2 separate regions of the Bos taurus genome follow, and region 2 is linked to region 1. The links are chromatin contacts, called in public Hi-C maps. All regions are on one chromosome and are shown on one strand. The core of a region is the stretch at or near the end of the contact, and the rest is flanking DNA. Distances in the headings are between cores, read along the strand shown.

The links. Hi-C and Micro-C count contacts between places; a contact is called where the count stands out from the background.
Region 2: a Hi-C map of liver shows a contact between it and region 1, with 2.3 times the contacts expected there. The contact joins two enhancer-like sites. A contact is called at or near these places in 3 of 11 Hi-C or Micro-C datasets (liver, skeletal muscle and skin fibroblasts).

Annotation. Positions count from the first base shown.
Region 1 is chr25:27,799,238-27,803,837 of ARS-UCD2.0, forward strand. No RefSeq gene overlaps it. Among named protein-coding and RNA genes, the nearest start is that of NUPR2, 29 kb to the left of the region's middle. Within about 2 kb of position 2,469, at least 1 of the 102 cell types and tissues checked has an H3K27ac peak or open chromatin away from gene starts, as enhancers often do. A contact at or near this core is called in liver, where this site is marked.
Region 2 is chr25:27,879,924-27,884,523 of ARS-UCD2.0, forward strand. All of the region lies in intron 1 of VKORC1L1 (vitamin K epoxide reductase complex subunit 1 like 1), which reads left to right. Among named protein-coding and RNA genes, the nearest start is that of GUSB, 37 kb to the right of the region's middle. Within about 2 kb of position 2,013, at least 3 of the 102 cell types and tissues checked have an H3K27ac peak or open chromatin away from gene starts, as enhancers often do. A contact at or near this core is called in liver, where this site is marked.

The DNA of each region.
Region 1 (4,600 bases), core at 1,219-3,718:
TGTTTGGATCCAGATAAAAGTGACAGTTTCTCCTAGAAGCTGAAAAGTCAAAGGGGTGGATTATCCCACTAATTTATTGCTTCTCAGATCCAAATACATTCTTCATTGCCTGCTCTACAGAAGTACAGATGGATCTTTTTTTCTGGCTGGGTCACATGACATGTGGATTGGAGAAGAGGGTGACAGAGGATGAGATGGCTGAATGGCATTACCGATTCAATGGACTAGAACTTGGGCAAACTCCAGGAGATGGTGAAGGACAGGGAAGCCTGGAATGCTGTAGTCCATGGGGTCAGGAAGAGTCAGACACGACTTGGCATCTGAACAACAACAACACATGGCAAATGGGATCTGAGGTCCCCAGTCAGGAATGGTACCCGAACTCCCTGCAGTAGAAGTGCAGAGTCTTAACCACTGGACCACCAAGGAAGTCCCAAGAGGGGTCCTTTAAATGTGTTTTCTGTGTCAGCTAGCGAGATGTCCAGCTTTGTCAGCACAGGTACTGCGGAGACATTGCAGGAGGAAGTTTTCCTTACTGCTTCTGATGTGCTCCTGTTGGCACTCTGGTGATCTTAGCCGCTTCTCCAGTACCTAGCTCTTGCTTCACAGGTAATTTCTTTATCCTGGATGCTCGTTCCACTCACTGATGGAGGCTAGAAACCCAAGAGTCATCTGAAGCTTGTTTCCCCTGCTGTCCCCCATACTGATCACTAGGTCAAGTGGATTCTGTCTGCGGAATATTTCTCATCCCCCCTACTCCCTCCCCCGCTCCCTTCTCCATGCCACTCCCACTGCTTCCGTTCAGGCCTTGCTTGGAGGGTTCGAATAACTCCTAGCCTATAGCCTCTGCCTATATTTTCACCTCTATTAACTCATTCTCCACACTTCAGGCAGAGTGATTTTTTACTAAAATAAAGTGATCCTGTCATTCCCCAGCTTAAATTCTTCAAATGGGTTCCCATTGTTTCTAACAGTAGTCTCCAAACTTTGTTTCTACAACACATCAGTGACACATTTTTGAGCATTCAACCACGGTCTATGTACCTTCAGTTACATACATATTCTACTCTACTTAAAGTTACGAATTTGGAGGAGGGAGGGATAAATTGGGAATTTGGGATTAGTAGATACACACTCGGAGAAGGCGATGGCACCCCATTCCAGTACTCTTGCCTGGAAAATCCCATGGACGGAGGGGCCTGGTGGGCTGCAGTCCATGGGGTCGCTAGGAGTCGGACACGACTGAGCGACTTCACTTTATTTTTTCACTTTCATGCATTGGAGAAGGAAATGGCAACCCCTCCAGTGTTCTTGCCTGGAGAACCCCAGGGATGGGGGAGCCTGGTGGGCTGCCATCTATGGAGTCGCACAGAGTCGGACACGACTAAAGCGACTTAGCAGCAGCAGCAGCAGCAGCAGATACACACTACCAGGTATGAAATAGATAAGCAATAAGGACCTACTGGAAACTATATTCAATGTCTTGTAATAACCTATAATGGAAAGGAATCTCAAAAAGAATACACATGTATATATAAATAAATAAAAACTGAATCACTTTGCTGTACACCTGAAACACTGTAAATCAACTGTATTTCATAAAAATTTTTTAATATATTCTAGTGGGTAATAAATTATAAATGTGATAAAATATATAAAGAAAGAAATGAAAATGTGCAAGGTAAAAATGAACAGAAGTTCTGGCATTTTCTTTCCATATTGCAACAGTTACTTTTGGAATCTCCTGGGGAGTATTTGCCCATTTTGAATACCACTTATTAACTGGACAAATGAACTGCTTAGTTTGGCATACCAAGCCTTCATGATGTCTTTTGTTTGTTTTAGATTCATTTTATTTATTTATTTATGGCTGTGCGGGGTCTTTGTCGCTGAACTTGGACCTTCTCCAGTCTCCGTGAGTGGGAGCTCTCTCTAGTTGCAGTGCACGAGCTTCTCATCCTGGTGGTTTCTCTTGTTCCGGAGCATAGGCTCTTGGGCAGGAGAGCTTCAGTAATTGTGGCACGTGGGCATGGGCTTTGCTGTCCCACAGCACGTGGGAACTTCTCAACCCAGGGATCGAACCCATGTCTCCTTCGATGGCAGTTGGATTCTTTGCCATTGAGCCACCAGGGAAGTCCCATCATGTCTTTTACTTGACATTAGAACTTGACTTAAAAGCTATCTCTCACCTGTGCCACCTTCTCTTACTTTCCCAGTTGACTTTGGAGATTTCTGTCTGAGGTCCCATAGTCCTTTTTTTCCATATCTTTACCATAGCATTCTTTTTAGTGGCAGCTGCAGAATCTCCGCCTCAGAAAATGCAGGGGCAGAAATTTGGTTCGGGGTAGTTGGGTTTGGAGGATGCTGCAGCTCCCTGACTTGTCTCACTGTCAAACACACTCTTTTTGCTTAGATGGTATTGACTTTTTTTTAACTGCATGGCATGGCTTGCAGGATCTTAGTTGCCCAACCAGGGATTGAACCCAGGCCAGCGGCAGTGGACAGGCCAAGTCCTAACCACTGGACTGCCAGGGAACTCCCATGTAAGGACATTTTTTGGTCTGACTTTAGTGGGGGTGTTGAAAATGATGAGGATACTGTACTGAAGACCCCCCAGCACCCACCCGTTGGCACACCTGGGGGTTGGGGTGGGGCTGTTGGGGTCTATTTACAGGGGAGTCATCAGGAGGAAAGAGCACCAAGGCACACACATCAAGAGTAATGGGCCAGGGTCATGGGAATAGTGGCTAAGTGTTGCTTTTCAGGTATTTCATCATCCTCCAGCCCATAGCCCAGATAGAGAGTATGTTAGAGAGTCAGGTGGGGCCAGACCCTGCTGTGTCTCGCAGGCCCTGGTATGTGGTGGGACCCCATTGTAGTTTGCATCCAGGGAATTATCTGGTCTGATTCATGGTTCACACACACCACTCCCACTGTCTTATGGAAACAAGGAAAGGGACACAAGGAAGTAGGGTCAGCTTTGCATATGGGTCCTTGTGGCAGCAATGGAGCCTCAAGGGGGCCATGGCCCTGGCAGTCGTTGCGACTGTGGGCCCTCACGACGCTGGGAGACGTGGTTATGAGCATGCCGCCTCGCAGGAGGGGTAGCCAAGAACACATGCGACACACACCCTGGGCAACTCAGGCTCTTATGAGATGGAGTTCCCAGAGAGAAGGCTGGGTAGGACCAGAACCAATGACATTCTCTTATGACTCTGGTGGTGGCCTCATTTTTCATCTCTAGGCTAGTGTCAGCGAGGCTTGGGAAACATGGGTGACACGTTTATTGCCATTTGCTTTTGGTTTGTTTGTTTTTGCTTTGTTTTGACTGCCCCTCGCAGCATGTGAGATCTTAGCTCTCCAACCAGGAATCGAGCGCTGGCAGTGGAAGCGCGGAGTCCTAACCACTGGATCGCCAGGGAATTCCCATATTGCCACTTGTTTTTCATGGGTCATTAAGAAAGATATTTGAAGTACCCAGAAATGATAAGCTTCCTCAGGGTTTTGAAACCACTCTTATGGCAAACACTAAAGAAGTACAAAGTATCATTATTAATGAAAGTGGACAGAAGTGACCATGAGTCAATAGTACTTTGTACTTCAACCATTTTCCAGCAAAGCATCTCAGAGGGCTGGCTATATCTGAACATCATACCCTTTCACATAGACCTGTGATGACGACTTCTCTTTAGACCTATATATGACCCTTGTCAGGGTGAGATCACCGGCTATTTCCCGAATCATAGAGATATTGGATAACAGCCTTGGTCAGGATATGGGTATTGCATTTGGCTTATCATAACAAGTTCCTGGCCCGGGCAGGTGGACTATTGCAGAAATGTGTGTGTGTGTATGAACACTCAGTGGGGGTGGGTTAAACTTGATAAAACCAGGAGGAGGCAGGCTGCTAGAAGGGACATTGACTTTGACATTGAGACAAAGTTCGGACGCTGCCCTTCCTAGTATGTGACTCTAAAAAATTAACAAATACCCATGAGCCTCGGTTTCCTCTTTTGAAAAATGAAGATGATAATTCATCCCGTGATCAGTTATATGTGGATTAGATGAGCCAATATGAGCAAAATACTTAGTACATAATAAGGCTGAATAAATATTTCCTGTAGCTCATTCTTAATGACTACTTAACTTAAATTTTTTTTAGAATGACTATTGTTCTTGAAAAAATTATTTGTGATTATATAAAATTTAAGGCATAGGGAATTCCCCAGAAGTCCAGTGACTAGGACTCCACGTTTTCACTGCTGAGGGCCTGGGTTCAATCCTTGGTCTGCAAGATTCTGCAAGCCTTGTGGCACAGCAAAAAGAAAAAAAAAAAAAAAAATCAAAACAAATACAAAAGCACAATGAAGAAAGTAACAAATCATGAAATTTCCTACCACCAAGAAATAACTGTTTTTAACACTAGGTTATAATCATTTCCTACCTCTTTCTGTGCAAATAGGTAGTTTAACAGGTAGTTAGATGAGTGAGTGGATTAAAAATAACTTTACAGGGGCTTCTCTGGTGGCTCAGTGATAAAGAATCCGCCCGCCAATGCAGAAGACATGAGTTAGATTCCTGATCCAGGAGGATCCCACAT
Region 2 (4,600 bases), core at 763-3,262, 80 kb after region 1:
AAGAACACTAGCAGCCAGGCAGCTTCACCATATCCTTACTAGCAATAGGAAACTGGGGGGATTTTAAAAAAAATGTTTCCTAAACATATTAGGAAAAAAATGTTTCTTTAGAAAAAAAAATTCCTCCAGTCTCCTACTGCTTGTAAGGATATGGTGAAGATGCTGGGCAGCCTGGCATGCTGCAGTCCATGAGGTTGCAAAGAGTCGGACACGACTTTGTGACTGAACAACAATGATATGATTAACTCTGTATTTTATAACCCAGCTATAGTAACATCTCATGTTGATAAAATCATACCCAATAATAGAAATTCCATGCTTCCCTGATGGCTCAGATGGTAAAGAGTTTCCCTTTTTACAGGAGACACTGGTTATATCCCTGGATAGGGAAAATCCCCTGGAGAAGGGAATGACTACCCACTCCAGTATTCTTGAGCTTCCCTGGTGACTCAGATGATAAAGAATCCGCCTGCAAGTCAGGAGACCTGGATTCGATCCCTGAGTCAAGAAGATCCCCTGGAGTAGGAAATGGCAACCACTCCTGTATTCTTAACTGGAGAATTCCCATGGACAGAGGAGCCTGGTGGGCTACAGTCCATGGGGGTCACAAAGAGTCAGACATGACTGAGCAACTAAACAATAACAATCTTGAAATTAGTGTGTGTTCTCCAGTTGCATTATTTTTAAAAAATATTTTGACTTTTTCTAGTTCTAAATTTTTGTCGCTATCTATAAAAAAATCTCACTGTTATTATTATTTTTATTAGAATTGAGTTGAATCTGCATTAATGTCTGAACAGAATTAGTATCCTAACCGTTTTGAGTCTTCCAGTCTTTCTCCGTCTATGTAGGTCTTCTTTATATCATAACTTTTCAGCATGTGAAAGTCGCTCAGTCATGTCTGACTCTTTGTGACCCCATGGACTATAGTCCATGGAATTCTCCACGCCAGAATACTGGAGTGGGTAGCCTTTCCCTTCTCCAGGGGATCTTCCCAACCCAGGGATCCAACCCAGGTTTCCTGCATTGCAGGTGGATTCTTTACCAGATGAGCCACAAGGGAAGGTCTTCTTTATTTTATCATAATTTTCAGCATACAGGTACTATTAATACATGTACATTGTAGGTTTGTACCTATGTACTTTATTTTTGTGTATGTACTATTGTAGGTGATCATTTTAAATGTTTTATTTCCAATAATTAATTTCTAGTATATAGAAATACGGGCTTCTTCTTAATGAGTAAAGAACCTGCCTGCAATGCAGGAGATGCTGGAGATAAGACTTCAGTTCCTGGGTCGGCAAGATCCCCTGGAGGAGGGCATAGCAACTCACTCCAGTATTCCTACCTGGGGAATCCCCATGGACAGAGGAGCCTGGTGGGTCATGATGTGTTATCCTTCATGTATTTTGCTGGATAGAATTTACAGTGTTTTGTTGAGGATCTTTGAGTCTGTTTTCAGGAGTGTAGTGGTTTTTTGGTTTGTTTTGATGTTATTGTCTGGCTTTGATATCACGGAATCTCCATGGACAGAGGAGCCTGGCGGGCTACAATCCATAGGTCGCAAAGTCGGACGTGACTGAAGTGACTGAGCACAGCACAGCACGGTGTATAGAAATACAGTTGATTTTTTTTATTTTGATCTTGTGTTGTATAACCTCATAAACTTACTCACCTGTTAATTCTAGGAATTTCCTTTAGTAGACTCCTGATATGGAAATAAATGAAGACCATCCAAAAAAAAGTAGGGCATCAGCCACCATTTCTTGCATTTGGCACAGAATCAGAAGGAAATCTAAAAGGAGAGTATGAAAACTTTTATAACGAACCTGAAGGGAAAGCTTCAGGTTGCCTTAATTGGAAGTTGTTGGCATGAGGAAGCTGGAAGCGGGCCTAACTAGAAGTAGGGCATCCTGTGTGGTTGGTGGGGGGAGCTTATTTGACTTTGGTTGGTCCTAAATTGGAAGTGGGGGCAAAAGTTAGGGAAGCTGGCAGTTATTGATCAAGGCCTGGCAGTTTGGAATTAGTTGCTACAGAAGCTGCGGTCTGCCTTCCTGGACTGGTTGTTGCAGAGGGTGTGGGTCAAGGTTGTTTTTGGATGTGATCTAGCTGTTGTCCTTTTGTATATTCAGTCTCTCACTTGGGATTTTCTATGGAGACAATCACGTGGTCTTGCAAATAGAGTTTTATTTCTTCCTTTCTAATTGGTATGCCTTTATTTTCTTCCCTAATTGTACCAGCTAGGACTTCAGTACAGTGTTGAATACGAGTGGTGCAAGCAGACATCTTTTTTTTCTTTTTTTCCCTTTGAGAGCAGATGTCTTTGATTTTGTTCCTAGTCTTAGGGGAAAAAATTTAGTCTTTCCTCATTGAATGTGATGTTAGCTGTAGGTTTTATGTAGGTGACTTTTATTAGATAAACGAAAATCCCTTCTCTTCCTAGTTTGTTAGGCATTTTAAAAATCACGAACAGGAGACTTCCTGGTGGTCCAGTGTTCAAGACTCCGCACTTCCAATGTAGGGCACAAGGGTTCCATCCTTGGTTGGGGAACTAAGACCCCTCATGTCACACAGCATGGCCAAAAAATACGTAAAATAAGAATGATAAAATAATTGTTTAAAAAATGATGAGTGGATGTTGTGTTTTGTCAAGTGCATTATCTGCATCTACTGAGATCATCATGTGGTTTTTCCCTTTAGTCTGTTAATGTGATGAATCACACTGATAGATTTTTGAATGTTGAACTAGCTTTCCATTCTCACAATTCATCCCCTTTGGACATGATGTGTTATCCTTCATGTATTTTGCTGGATTGAATTTACAGTGTTTTGTTGAGGATCTTTGAGTCTGTTTTCAGGAGTGTAGTGGTTTTTTGGTTTGTTTGTTGTGATGTTATTGTCTGGCTTTGATATCACAGTAATTCTGGTCTCATAAAATGATTGAGTTGAGAAATGTTGCACCTTCTACTCTTTTCTGGAAGAGATTGTATAGAATTGGTGCTGATATAATATTGGTATTATATATGGTAGAATTTCTATATATATATAGTGCAGCCATCTAGATGTGGAGAGTTAAGTTGTCAAATTTATAGGCATAGAGTAGTTTGTAGCATCCTTTTAGTGTCTGTACCTTGTAGATACGTGTGTGTGTGCTCAGTCACACAGTTGTGTCCAGCTCTTGCAACACCCTGAACTATAACCTGCCAGGCTTCTGTCCGTGGAATTTTCTAGGCAAGAATACTGAAGTGGGTTGCCATTTCCTCGTCCAGGGGATCTTCCCAATGCAGGGATCAAACCTGCATCTCTTGAATCTCCTGAATTGGTAGGCAGATTCTTTACCACTGAGCCATCTGGGAAGCCCCTATAATGATATATACTCTCTTTCATTTCTGATTTTGATGCTCTGTGTGTGTGTGTGTGTGTGGCCACAGCACACAAATTGTGGGATCTTAATTCCCCAGCAAGGGATCAAACCCAGGCCCTTGGCAGTGAAAGCACCGAGTCCTAACTACTGACCTGCCAGAGAATTCCTTGATATTGATATTTTTAATCTTCTCTCTCTTTCTTTTTCTCTTTGTCAAGTATAGCTAGAGATTTATCAATTTTATTGATCATTTCAAAGAACCAGCTGAGCCACAAGGGAATTCCAAGAATACTGGAGTGGGTAGCCTATCCCTTCTCCAGTGGATCTTCCTGACCTAGGAATCAAACCAGAGTCTTCTGCATTGCAGGTGGATTCTTTACCAACTGAGCTACCAGCTTTTTATTCCATTTATTGTTTTTCTGTATCAATTTCATTGATTTCTGATCTAATCTCATTTTCCCCTTCCTCTTTTAATTTTTATTTGTTTATTTATGGCTCCGTTGGGTCTGAGTTACAGCACCGTTCATTGCAGCGTGCATGATCTTTGATTGTGGTGCCCAGGCTGTTTGTTGTGGACCATGGGCTTCTCTCTAATTGCAGCTCTCAGGCTCTAGAGCACACATGCTCTGTAGTTGCAGCTGGCATGTTTAGTTGCCCCATAGCATGTGGGATCTTAGTTCCCTAGTTCAGTTCAGTTCAGTTCAGTCGCTCAGTCGTGTCCGACTCTTTGCGACTCCATGAATCGCAGCACGCCAGGCCTCCCTGTCCATCACCAACTCCCGGAGCTTACTCAAACTCATGTCCATCGAGTCGGTGATGCCATCCAGCCATCTCATCCTCTGTCGTCCCCTTCTCCTCCTGCCCCCAGTCCCTCCCAGCATCAGGGTCTTTTCCAAAGAGTCAACTCTTTGCATGAGGTGGCCAAAGTACTGGAGTTTCAGCTTTAGCATCAGTCCTTCCAATGAACCAGCGATCAAATCAGAGTCCCCTGCATTGGAAGGTGGATTCTTAAGCACTGGACCACCCGGGAAATCCCCTTTACCATTTTTTTTTAATTAAAATTTTGTTTTGGTTTTGCTGGGTCTTCATTGCTGCGCATAGTCTTTCTCGAGTTATGACGAGCAGGGGCTACTCTTTGTTGCAGTCCACGGGCTTCTTATTGCATGGCCTCTTTTGTTGTGGAGCACAGGGTCTAGGCACAGGGGCTGCAGCACGTAGGCTCAGTAGTTGTAGCTC